Linked DNA regions of Rattus norvegicus: region 2 is linked to region 1. A link is a contact called in public Hi-C data. All regions are on one chromosome and are shown on one strand. Each heading gives the region's core, a stretch centred on a gene start, on an enhancer-like site or on the middle of the called end of the contact. The rest is flanking DNA. Distances are from core to core; before and after follow the strand shown.

Evidence for each region. Hi-C and Micro-C count contacts between places; a contact is called where the count stands out from the background.
Region 2: a contact with region 1 is called in a Hi-C map of liver, with 2.8 times the contacts expected there. The contact joins two enhancer-like sites. A contact is called at or near these places in 8 of 12 Hi-C or Micro-C datasets (the A7r5 cell line, hepatocytes, kidney and 3 more).

What each region holds. Positions count from the first base shown.
Region 1 is chr1:244,606,402-244,611,114 of GRCr8, forward strand. Hhex (hematopoietically expressed homeobox) reads left to right here. Exons shown (of 4, transcript NM_024385.2): 4 at 1,135-2,131. The coding sequence ends at 1,356. Among named protein-coding and RNA genes, the nearest start is that of Hhex, 5.8 kb to the left of the region's middle. Within about 2 kb of position 2,495, at least 4 of the 93 cell types and tissues checked have an H3K27ac peak or open chromatin away from gene starts, as enhancers often do. A contact at or near this core is called in liver, where this site is marked.
Region 2 is chr1:244,672,917-244,677,629 of GRCr8, forward strand. No RefSeq gene overlaps it. Among named protein-coding and RNA genes, the nearest start is that of Exoc6, 52 kb to the right of the region's middle. Within about 2 kb of position 2,060, at least 9 of the 93 cell types and tissues checked have an H3K27ac peak or open chromatin away from gene starts, as enhancers often do. A contact at or near this core is called in liver, where this site is marked.

The DNA.
Region 1 (4,713 bases), core at 1,245-3,744:
ACAACTGCTGAATGGTTCACCTGGCAGTGCTTTAAATAACAGAATACTTTGAAACAAAATAACTTGGTAATGGGGAGGTTTTAATGTGAATTGTAAACTATTGCTCCTACTTTTAAATTTTTCTTAAAAAAAAAAATGCTGTCCCAAAAGAACATTTTGAAACAACAAAATAGCTTCCTGTAGCTTCACTGTTCTTAAATATTTGAGGATTCCCTCTCTCTAACCTTGTACATCTTTTGCAAACTTGGTGACTAGAGAATGATAGGGTTTCTGTGTAATACTTACATCCAGATCAGACATCTACATGCCTTAAAAGCCACTGGCTGGACTTGGCTTGAAGTAGTTTCCCAAGGACTTTTAAAATAGTGCTTTCTGTGTAATATGGAAAAACATTCCTTCCAGGAAATCTTGCCTAGATTTTAAGCAAATTGCAAACTCTTTTATCAGTATTAGTTTGGTTCTGTGATTTTTTTTTTTTTTTGTGACCGCAATCTTGTAATTTGGTACATATTTATTTTGTATGTATGTTCTGGTAAATTTACTAAAGAAAACAAATGGAAAGGGATTCAATCTAATAATTTTTCAGACTTTTAATGTAGTCTATGTTGTTCCTCTTCTCCTTGTCTTTTTCCTCCTCCTCCTCCTCCTTTTCCTCCTCCTCCTTCTATTCCTCTTTTTCCTCCTCCTCTTCTTTTTTAGGGGATTAGTTACTTCCCACTAATGATCGTTCTTTTAAATGCTAGAAAGACCCTGTTGGGGCCGATAGTTAAAGAACAAGAACCACTGTCTCAATGGAACTGAGGGTTTTTTGGTTTGGTTGGTTGTTTCATTTTTTTTGTTTTTGTTTTTGTTTTTGTTTTTCTTTTTTTTCTCTCTTTCCTAAACTCCTGTAAATCTTGAACTCCTTGGTCTGTGATAAGTGTATAATCTTTCTCTGGTGTGACTTCTTCTTCTTCCCTTTTCTTTCAAGTGGGGAAACAAATCGCAAGTGTAGGTTCTTCGGTAAAAAGGTTTTAACAAAAATAGTTGCTAGTGAGCTAAACTTTGTAGGCATGCTAAAGGCTGAATTAAAAACTCAGCTTCGATGGTTCTGTCTGGGCTCTCACCATCTGCATCTCCATCCTCATCATCCAGGAGAATCCTCAAAGCAATAAAAAGGATGAGTTGGACAGTTTGGACACTTCCTGTGACCAGGGCCAAGACTTGCCCAGTGAACAGAATAAAGGTGCCTCTTTGGACAGTTCTCAGTGTTCACCCTCCCCAGCCTCTCCGGAAGACCCTGAATCAGAGATCTCAGAGGATTCCGACCAGGAAGTGGACATCGAGGGTGATAAAGGCTATTTTAATGCTGGATGACAGTCATCGGCCGTGACCATGTTCAGAGACTGGACTTTAGAATACCGTTCTGCTACAGACAAACTGGGAAATTCTGAGAGAAAGAAGTACCATTCTTCTAGCGTTTTGAAAATATTTGGCACGGCGTGCATTGAAACCATACTTTTGGTTTAGCGTACGTTTTCCGTACCGGTGTTAAGTTGTTTTGATAAAGTGGCTAAATGTGACTTCGTTTTTAAAAAGTGAATTCTTTCTATTTGTGAGAAGTAATTTGAACTTTTGCCTGAAGCTTAAACTATAACTTTAAAGGTTTTGGGCGGCTGTTCTCGAATGACTTTTCCCAAATGTGTAGCTGTTCCCTCGACTTCAGAGGTGCACTTAGAAAGGGGGCCAGCATTTGGGGATCCATGGAATGCTTTCAAAGAGCACACTTGGTTTTTACGTGACACCTTACATTGCTGCCTTAACTCCAAAGCCGGTTCAGAGCACTTGGCCCCTGGTGTCTGTTCTCATAAGCAAGATAGTTGATAAGATTCTTACAATCTTGTTTTGCTCGGCCAGTGCCTCTGACCCTGGTATTAAGGGATGACGCAGTCTCTACAGGCAGGGAAACTGACTCACTTGTGACTGATCTCACATGAACTAGAAATAGCAGGACAATTAAATGTAAGTAGATTGTAGATAGTGTGTTTTATAGAAACCGTGTCTATAGCATGTGTATAGAATTATTCGTTGTAAAAAAAACCCTGCAAAAATGTTTGATTTTTTTTTTAATTTAATGAATTAACTTTCATATACATTCGTCATCAGATGAATGACCCTGTTGGAATTCTCATTCTTTGGTTAAAAATACCTAAACCTGACACCTGAAGAACCTTGGTGCGTGTGAATGTGTGCTCGCCATACAGAATGGGGGATTAGGACCTTACAAGAGGTGGGGTGCCTGCCTCCTAGAATATAAATTTGATCCTTCTTCGCTGGCGTGTGTGTGTGTGTGTCTGTGTGTGTGTGTGTCTGTGTGTGTGTGTGTGTCTGTGTGTGTGTGTGTATGTGTGTATGTGTGTGTGTGTGTGTTGGAGACCGAGCAGGGTGGGTTGGAGCTGCCACGGAGCACCATCGATTGGTGTGTGCAGCCACCGTCCTTGACCAGTGTGAGTCAACAGTGTGTCACACTCACCTCAGCGGGAGCCTGGCTGCTGTGCTCTTGGGGCAATGCAGGGATTGGAGTGGCAGGGGGTGGAGGGGGGAACTGGGGGGTTCATCAGGTTCCAATTGTTACTTTAGAAGATCTGGAAACGTTAAAGCTCATGGCCAGAGAGACTTTGAGGGCTGCTGCCCTGAGGTCCTGGCAGTAGGAGAGATAGATGCCTGTGGGACCAGCACTCTGCCTCATACTCTGAACTTGGGTTTGCCGTCCTTTACTCCTACCACTACTGGGTTGGCGCAGGAAGCGTTGGGAGTGTCAGGAATTTGATGGCTGAGAAGAGGGAGGTAGGGTCCAGGAAGGGTGCTTGTGGGAAAAGGGGGGAAGAATGCTGATAAAAAGGTGGATGTGGGTCAGGGCTCTGACAAGTGGTATTAATCTGCATCCAGCTACCTGTCTGGCAGAGGTCTGACAGCCCTCCCACAGAGACCTGAGGAGAGGTCCAGAAAATTCTTTTAGCCTTGGCCTGCATGAAGCTCTTTAGTTGTACAGTAAAGCAACTGTAGTGACAGAATCTGTCCAAAGAACGCTGGACACACATGGACATTCAATAGGTGAAGACAGGCCCTCCCATCCTGCCTCCTTAGAAGGCCCTGGAACTGCAGGTGAACTAGGTTCCCAGAAAAGAACTAGGCACTGATTCTTAGGCAAAGAGGCAAGGGTAGGGGTTGGGGATTTAGCTCAGTGGCAGAGCACTTGCCTAGCAAGCGCAAAGCCCTGGGTTCGGTCCCCAGCTCCGGAAAAAAAGAAAAAAAAGAATAAAAAAAAAAGAGGCAAGGGTAGCCTTGGAGGTTTGAAGATCTAGTTTGGAATTTTAGTTCTTGGTCTCAGAACTCCAAGAGAATGGTCTAATTGACCTACACGACCCTTTCTAGCTCCCCCAGTCCCAGCTCCGTTCATGTTCTACGTTGTCCCCTCTTCTTATGTGTTAGGGTTAGAGCCCAAAGGAGCCTTCCGTCCAGTGGGAGAGTTTTGCTTCCAATCAGCCGCAGGCTCCAAGCTCCAGACCTGCCTAGCAGGTTACATCAAGGTTTCAAAGGCCATGGTCTGAAAGTCTGTATCCCAGGTTTTGGAGAATGAGACATTCGTGTGGAATTAAACCGATCCTGGAGTCTCTGTGTTTTCATTACTGGAGATAACCTCTGGGTGATGTTGACTGTACAGGAGCTGTATCAGGACTATTAGGCACAGGCACAGCAGCATGAGTATTGATTGACATTAGAAAAACTAAGGGCTGAAATCTTGTTTTAAAGTGGACAGCTTGCTGAAAAGGTGCTGCTTCCCCGGTTGGAAGCCAGCCAAGGTTCGCTTCAGGTTGCACTGAATCTAAACATCAAGGTCCTTAAGGCTGGAGAGTGTGTTGGTTGGAAGAGGTGCTCTCAGGACCCAGGTTAGCACTGGGTTTTATAAAGTTACAGTCTGCCAGGGGATATTTACAAATTCTTCCTACAATCCAGACATTTTTCATTTGTTTGCCCTTTGGCTGTTTCATGGTGAAGCGGCAGTTATGACCTTTACAGCACAGCTCCTGTCTTGTTTTTTAATTCTTTTTATCGGGAGATTCAACTTGAAAAACGGTTATCATTTAGCAGAAAGGCAAACAGAGAAGCACACTTTTGTAAGCAAAACGTTAATGATTGGAAGAATTGTCCTAATTTCACCATGACAGTGTGTGATTAATCCCCTGGGTCATGTACTTATACTTAAAGTTATTCAGTCCGTTGCTCTTTGATATCCAGAATCCTACCTGACTTAATAGGGTATTGATTATGCTGGATGATGTACTTTGACTCCTTACACAACATCACTTTTAAGGATGACTAGTCTGTTGCGTACTGTTTTATTTAGAGAACTATTGCGTAAGGTTTCTCTTTTCTTTTTATGGTTTTTCTCAGGGTGAAAGCTGATAAGACGCCTTGTGGGAAAAGAGGAAACCATCACTGATAGTGAAAGTACCTATTCTCTTTCAACAGTTCTGACAAGCTCTTTCGTTTGTGGTTTTATCACCGTGAATACGCTGCTTGGTTAAAATGTGGACAGAGCAAGGATTCAAGAGGATTTCTTGGGTTTAGGGGGAAGTGCCCTTATCTAGGGATGGAAGCTACCCAGATTCCCATTCTAGCCAAACTGCCTTGTGGAAAATGATTTCTCTTTCAAATCCAGTGATTTGTGAT
Region 2 (4,713 bases), core at 810-3,309, 66 kb after region 1:
GTCTGTCCCTGCTTTCTTGCTTCAAATGCCTTACTCTCTGCCAGGACAGCTCTCTGATGCCCCTTTTCCTTCTTATAGTTACATCAGTACAATCCAAGTACAGTTTGTATAGAGACGGGGTCTCATCATACAACCCCTGCTGGCCTGGAATGCATTATGTAGCCCAGGCTGGCCTCAAACTCTCAGGACGACAGGACCTCTGCCTCCTGGGATGCCTTTCCTGGGAGGAAAGGCAGGAGCCACAAAGCTCAATTACACATTCCTTTTAAATAAGTCTTTCTCTTTCTGTTTCAGATCTCCAGAAAGTTTCCTCTTGCTCAGCTGTTCTCCCTTGTTAAAATATGGAGCAAATGAAGCTAATTTTGCACCTGTAGACTTCTCCCAACATCTGGCTTCTGCATCTCCTATGTGGTCAGAATCCCTGGGAACCTGTGGTTTTTGGTTTTTTTTTTTTCCCCCCGGAGCTGGGGACCGAACCCGGGGCCTTGAAGCTTGCTAGGCAAGCCCTCTACCACTGAGCTAAATCCCCAACCCTGGGAACCTGTGTTTTAATAAGCACCCTTCACTCCAGTAATCACACTTGGTATCTCAGGGGAGTGCTCACTGGTCCAGTCTGCAGGTCTAAGTGAGCGTGCAGGTTAAGAATATCAAAGCTATGTGTTCTTCCATGGTTGTCCCCGACTCTGTCTTTGGAATTCTTGCTTCTCTGCCCCAGTTCCATGACTCACAACCAGTTACTACTACTATGTCCAGTTCTGGGGTTCCCTGCCCCATTTGTCTCAAGATGGACTGAAGCAAGCTCTCCTCAGCCCCGTGCAGCAGGGATACATAGTAATTATTTCTAGGGTTTGCTCCGCTGCTATGAATTGGCTTGCACCAAAATGATTGCACAGTGGAGGAGTCCCAGAGAAGCTGGTAAGTATGCTCTTAGTTGTGGAAGTTGGGTGATGCCCCCATTAAATTAATTAATTAATTAATTAATTAATAATATTAATTTATTTATCATTTAGTTTTCAGACAGGGAGTCTCTCTGTGTAGCCATGTCTGTCCTGAAACTCACTATGTAAACCAGGCTGGCCTTGAACTTAGAGATCCCCCTGCCTCCGCCTCTTGGGTGCTGGAATTAAAGTGTGTGCCACCACGCCAGCCTTAGTGACCTTAAATTCTTTCTTTTCTTTTCTTTTTTTCGGAGCTGGGGACCGAACCCAGGGCCTTGCGCTTGCTAGGCAAGCGCTCTACCACTGAGCCAAATCCCCAACCCCATGACCTTAAATTCTTAATGGGTTGGGAATGTTTGCTGTATATATACCAATGAGACCAAAGAGACGATGATTCGAAAGTGGATCTCACTTTAAAGGCGTGTGCCGTACAGAGAAATAATAAAATTAGTTGCAATAACGCCACAAATGAAGAGAGTTGAGTACTTTTTATAAGGACTTAAGTCCCCCCCAGAAGTCTCCATGTAGAGGGGGAGATGGGGAAGACTGTCTTTGTTGGAAACTTGTAGAAGTGTTGAAACTTTCAGGGTCCAGTGGAATCTGACCCCCTGACACGGAAGATGAAAGGCATTCTCTTAAATATAGAAGGAAAACTTAGCTTCTCCTGTTAGTCCTTCCTCCTGCGCTGTACTCGCTAAGGGCTCACTACTAGTTCAGTGGTTTTCAATCTTCCTAATGCTGCGACCCTTCAATACAGTTCCTCATGCTGTGGTAATCCCCAACCATAAAACTATTTTCTGTTGCTACTTCCTAAATGTTATTTTGCTACTATTATGAGTCATAATGTAAAGATTTGTGTTTTTCCCGACGGTCTAAGGTGACCCCTGTGCGACCCACACTGCTCTAGACTACTTCATTAGAGACCAACTTCGTTCTCGCACTAGTTCGTGTACACTGTAGGAGAAAAGTGGATACAGAGTGCTGGCGGTGCTTTCGCATTGGTCGGCAGAGCATTGGCAGCTGCTCTGGCGGCTTTAGAGAAAGCTCCAGCTCTTAGGCTAGTGCCACTGAACACAGGGCTCCTGAAGCCAAGTGCTATCTTGGCTTTCTCAGGTCTGGAGCCACTCTTCCCGGATGCAACTCTAGGGCGCCCTCTAGAGGTCGATGCGCTACTCTTGCTGCCTTGGGCTCTGCATTCAGCAGTGAAAAGCTGACAAGGAGTCTGCTGTATGTCGTGGGTGTAACCTGGACTTGCGAAACTAAATTTTAACTGTGTCACAAGGTTTGAAACAGGCCTTTCCTGAGTCGGTAGTGTACAAGGGAAATGCCTTGTAGATAGGGCTCACAATAGGGATATCCTCTCTGGAATACTCTGAGGCAGTAGTGCTTAGGAAAGGGCAGACAGAGCTTTGAGGTATTTTAAAAGAGAGATTAACACTTATTGTAGGGGTGCTAATCACTGAGCGAAATAATCAAGGGCCAAACTACAAGGTGTTAACAGAAAGATTAGAGAATTGGGGTGTGAATATTCAAAACTGGGGATGGGGAACTTGGGTACACAACAGGGAAAAAAAAACTACGAACATAAGAGACGGAACTGCTGGTGACCCTGAAGCAGGAGGAGTCATCATTAAATGCCGAATGCTGAATGCTGGCACAGTGCTTAGTTTGTATCAGGCACACAGTAAATAAATATTAGATTCTGTCACCTCCTCTGTTTATTAGTGCTCATTGTTTAGGATAATAAGAGGACCAGAGAGAGAAAAAAAAAGTGGGTTTTTTTTTTTTTTTAAAGAAAGTAGACGAGTCTGGCTCGATTATTTATTTATTATTTATTTAAAATTTGAGGAACAATTTACTTGTAGGAACTGATCACTCCTGAGCCAGGAGTATCTAGAACTTTTGCAATCAAGGACTGGTGTTGCTCAGACTTTTTTTTTTTTTTCACTTTCTTTTTTGGAACAAGTCAGAGCACCCAAATAACCTAGGATGGAGAACTTGAAAATGAAATCAGAACACAGGAGGAAATGGTTTGATATCCAAATCACCAGTGCTGTATGAGATGGTTTTCTAGGAAGCTGGTGTTTGCAGAGAACACAGTAAGAGAGCAGAGAGGAGGGCAGGCAAAGGGGGTGGGGGGGGGGAAGCTCCTGGAAGTGTGCGGAGTTCCGAGAACGAGGTGATAATTTTCAAAGAGTACAACAAAACGGACAGGAGTCCAAATCAGAGGTTTTTAAAAAAGAGTGAATACTGTATTCAGAATACTTAACATAGAGCGGGGGAAAAAGTCATTTAAATGTTGACAGTGGAGTGCTGGTCTTTCTCGGTGCTGAATTGGGGAAGAGGAGAGCAGGAACAATTGCTAGCCTTCCCTGGGTCTACTGAAGGGCAGGGAGGGACTATTGCTGACCTCTATTGGAGAAGCTTCTCTGGCCTGGATTGAAAACAGTACTAATCCATGGGAACAAACCCAAATATTTAGAAGCAGTCTGGGAATGTGTCCATTTAGTAAGACAACAGAAGAAGGTTCCCTCTAAGGCCTACGACCTTTCTGGACATGGGCTTTTGATTAAGTTTACAGTAGCAGGCCTGGATTCCCTTGTGTAGAGCAGGCCTCAAATCAATCCCCCCGTGGTTGGTTGTCTCTGTAACCTTCGTACCACTATTTTACTAGTAACATGGCCTGCCTGGAAGGTCTGTATTGTAGTATTCAGGGTACCACGGAGTGCTTTCCCCCACAGCAGTCCACATAGCAAGCTGTACGATGAAAACTAGTCAGCAGGGAAGAAGGTAGAAGCCTTTTTTGACCCCTGTGGTGTTTGAATATGCTTGACCCAGGGAGTGGCACTATTAGGAAGTGTGGCCTTGTTGGAGTAGTTGTGGACTTGGTGGAGGAAGTGTGTCATTGTGGGCATGGGCTTTAAGACCCTCCTCCTAACCATGTGAGAGCCAGTCTTCTAGCAGCCTTCAGATGAAGATGTAGAACTCTGAGTTCCTCCTGCACCATGCCTGCCTGGATGCCACCATGCTCCCACCTTGATATAATGGACTGGACTTCTGAACCTGTAAGCCAGCCCCAATTAAATATTGTCCTTCAAGAATTGCCTTGGGCTCGAAAGATGATGGCTCAGCGGTTAAGAGCACCGACTGCTCTTCCTGAGGTTCTGAGTTCAATTCCCAGCAACCACTTGGTGGCTCACAGCCATCTGTAATGGGATCCGATGCCCTCTTCTGGTGAGTCTGAAGACAGCTACAGTGTACTCATATAAATAAAAATTAATGAGAAATTAATAATAAAAAAAGACTTGCCTTGGTCATGGTGTCTGTTCACAGCAAGACCTAACCAAGACGCACACCTTGCCTTTGCTCTCCTTAGAAGTGGCTACTGCTACCATTGTAATGTTCCTAGATCTGGTTGCCTGCTTTTATATGTGTAAGACTATGCATATCTGGAAAGGCAACTTTGGTATTTCAAAACCAGTCAAGTAAGGGCTGGAGATGAGGCTCAGAGGGAGAGAGTTTACCTTACCTACTTAGGGTCTTGGGTTCTATTCCCAGAACAACAACAATAACAACAACAACAACAAAAACAGACCAATCACATATATTTCTTTCAATCTGCCTTTCTTGCTTTAATCTGCCGAATTATGACTTCATGGACAGATTTATCGACCTCGTTTTTTAGTACTGTCCTTAGCCTATTTGACCATCTCATTGATGAAGATTTAGCATGTTTTTAATTTAGGACCAATTATTGTGAGAAAGCAGCCTAAGA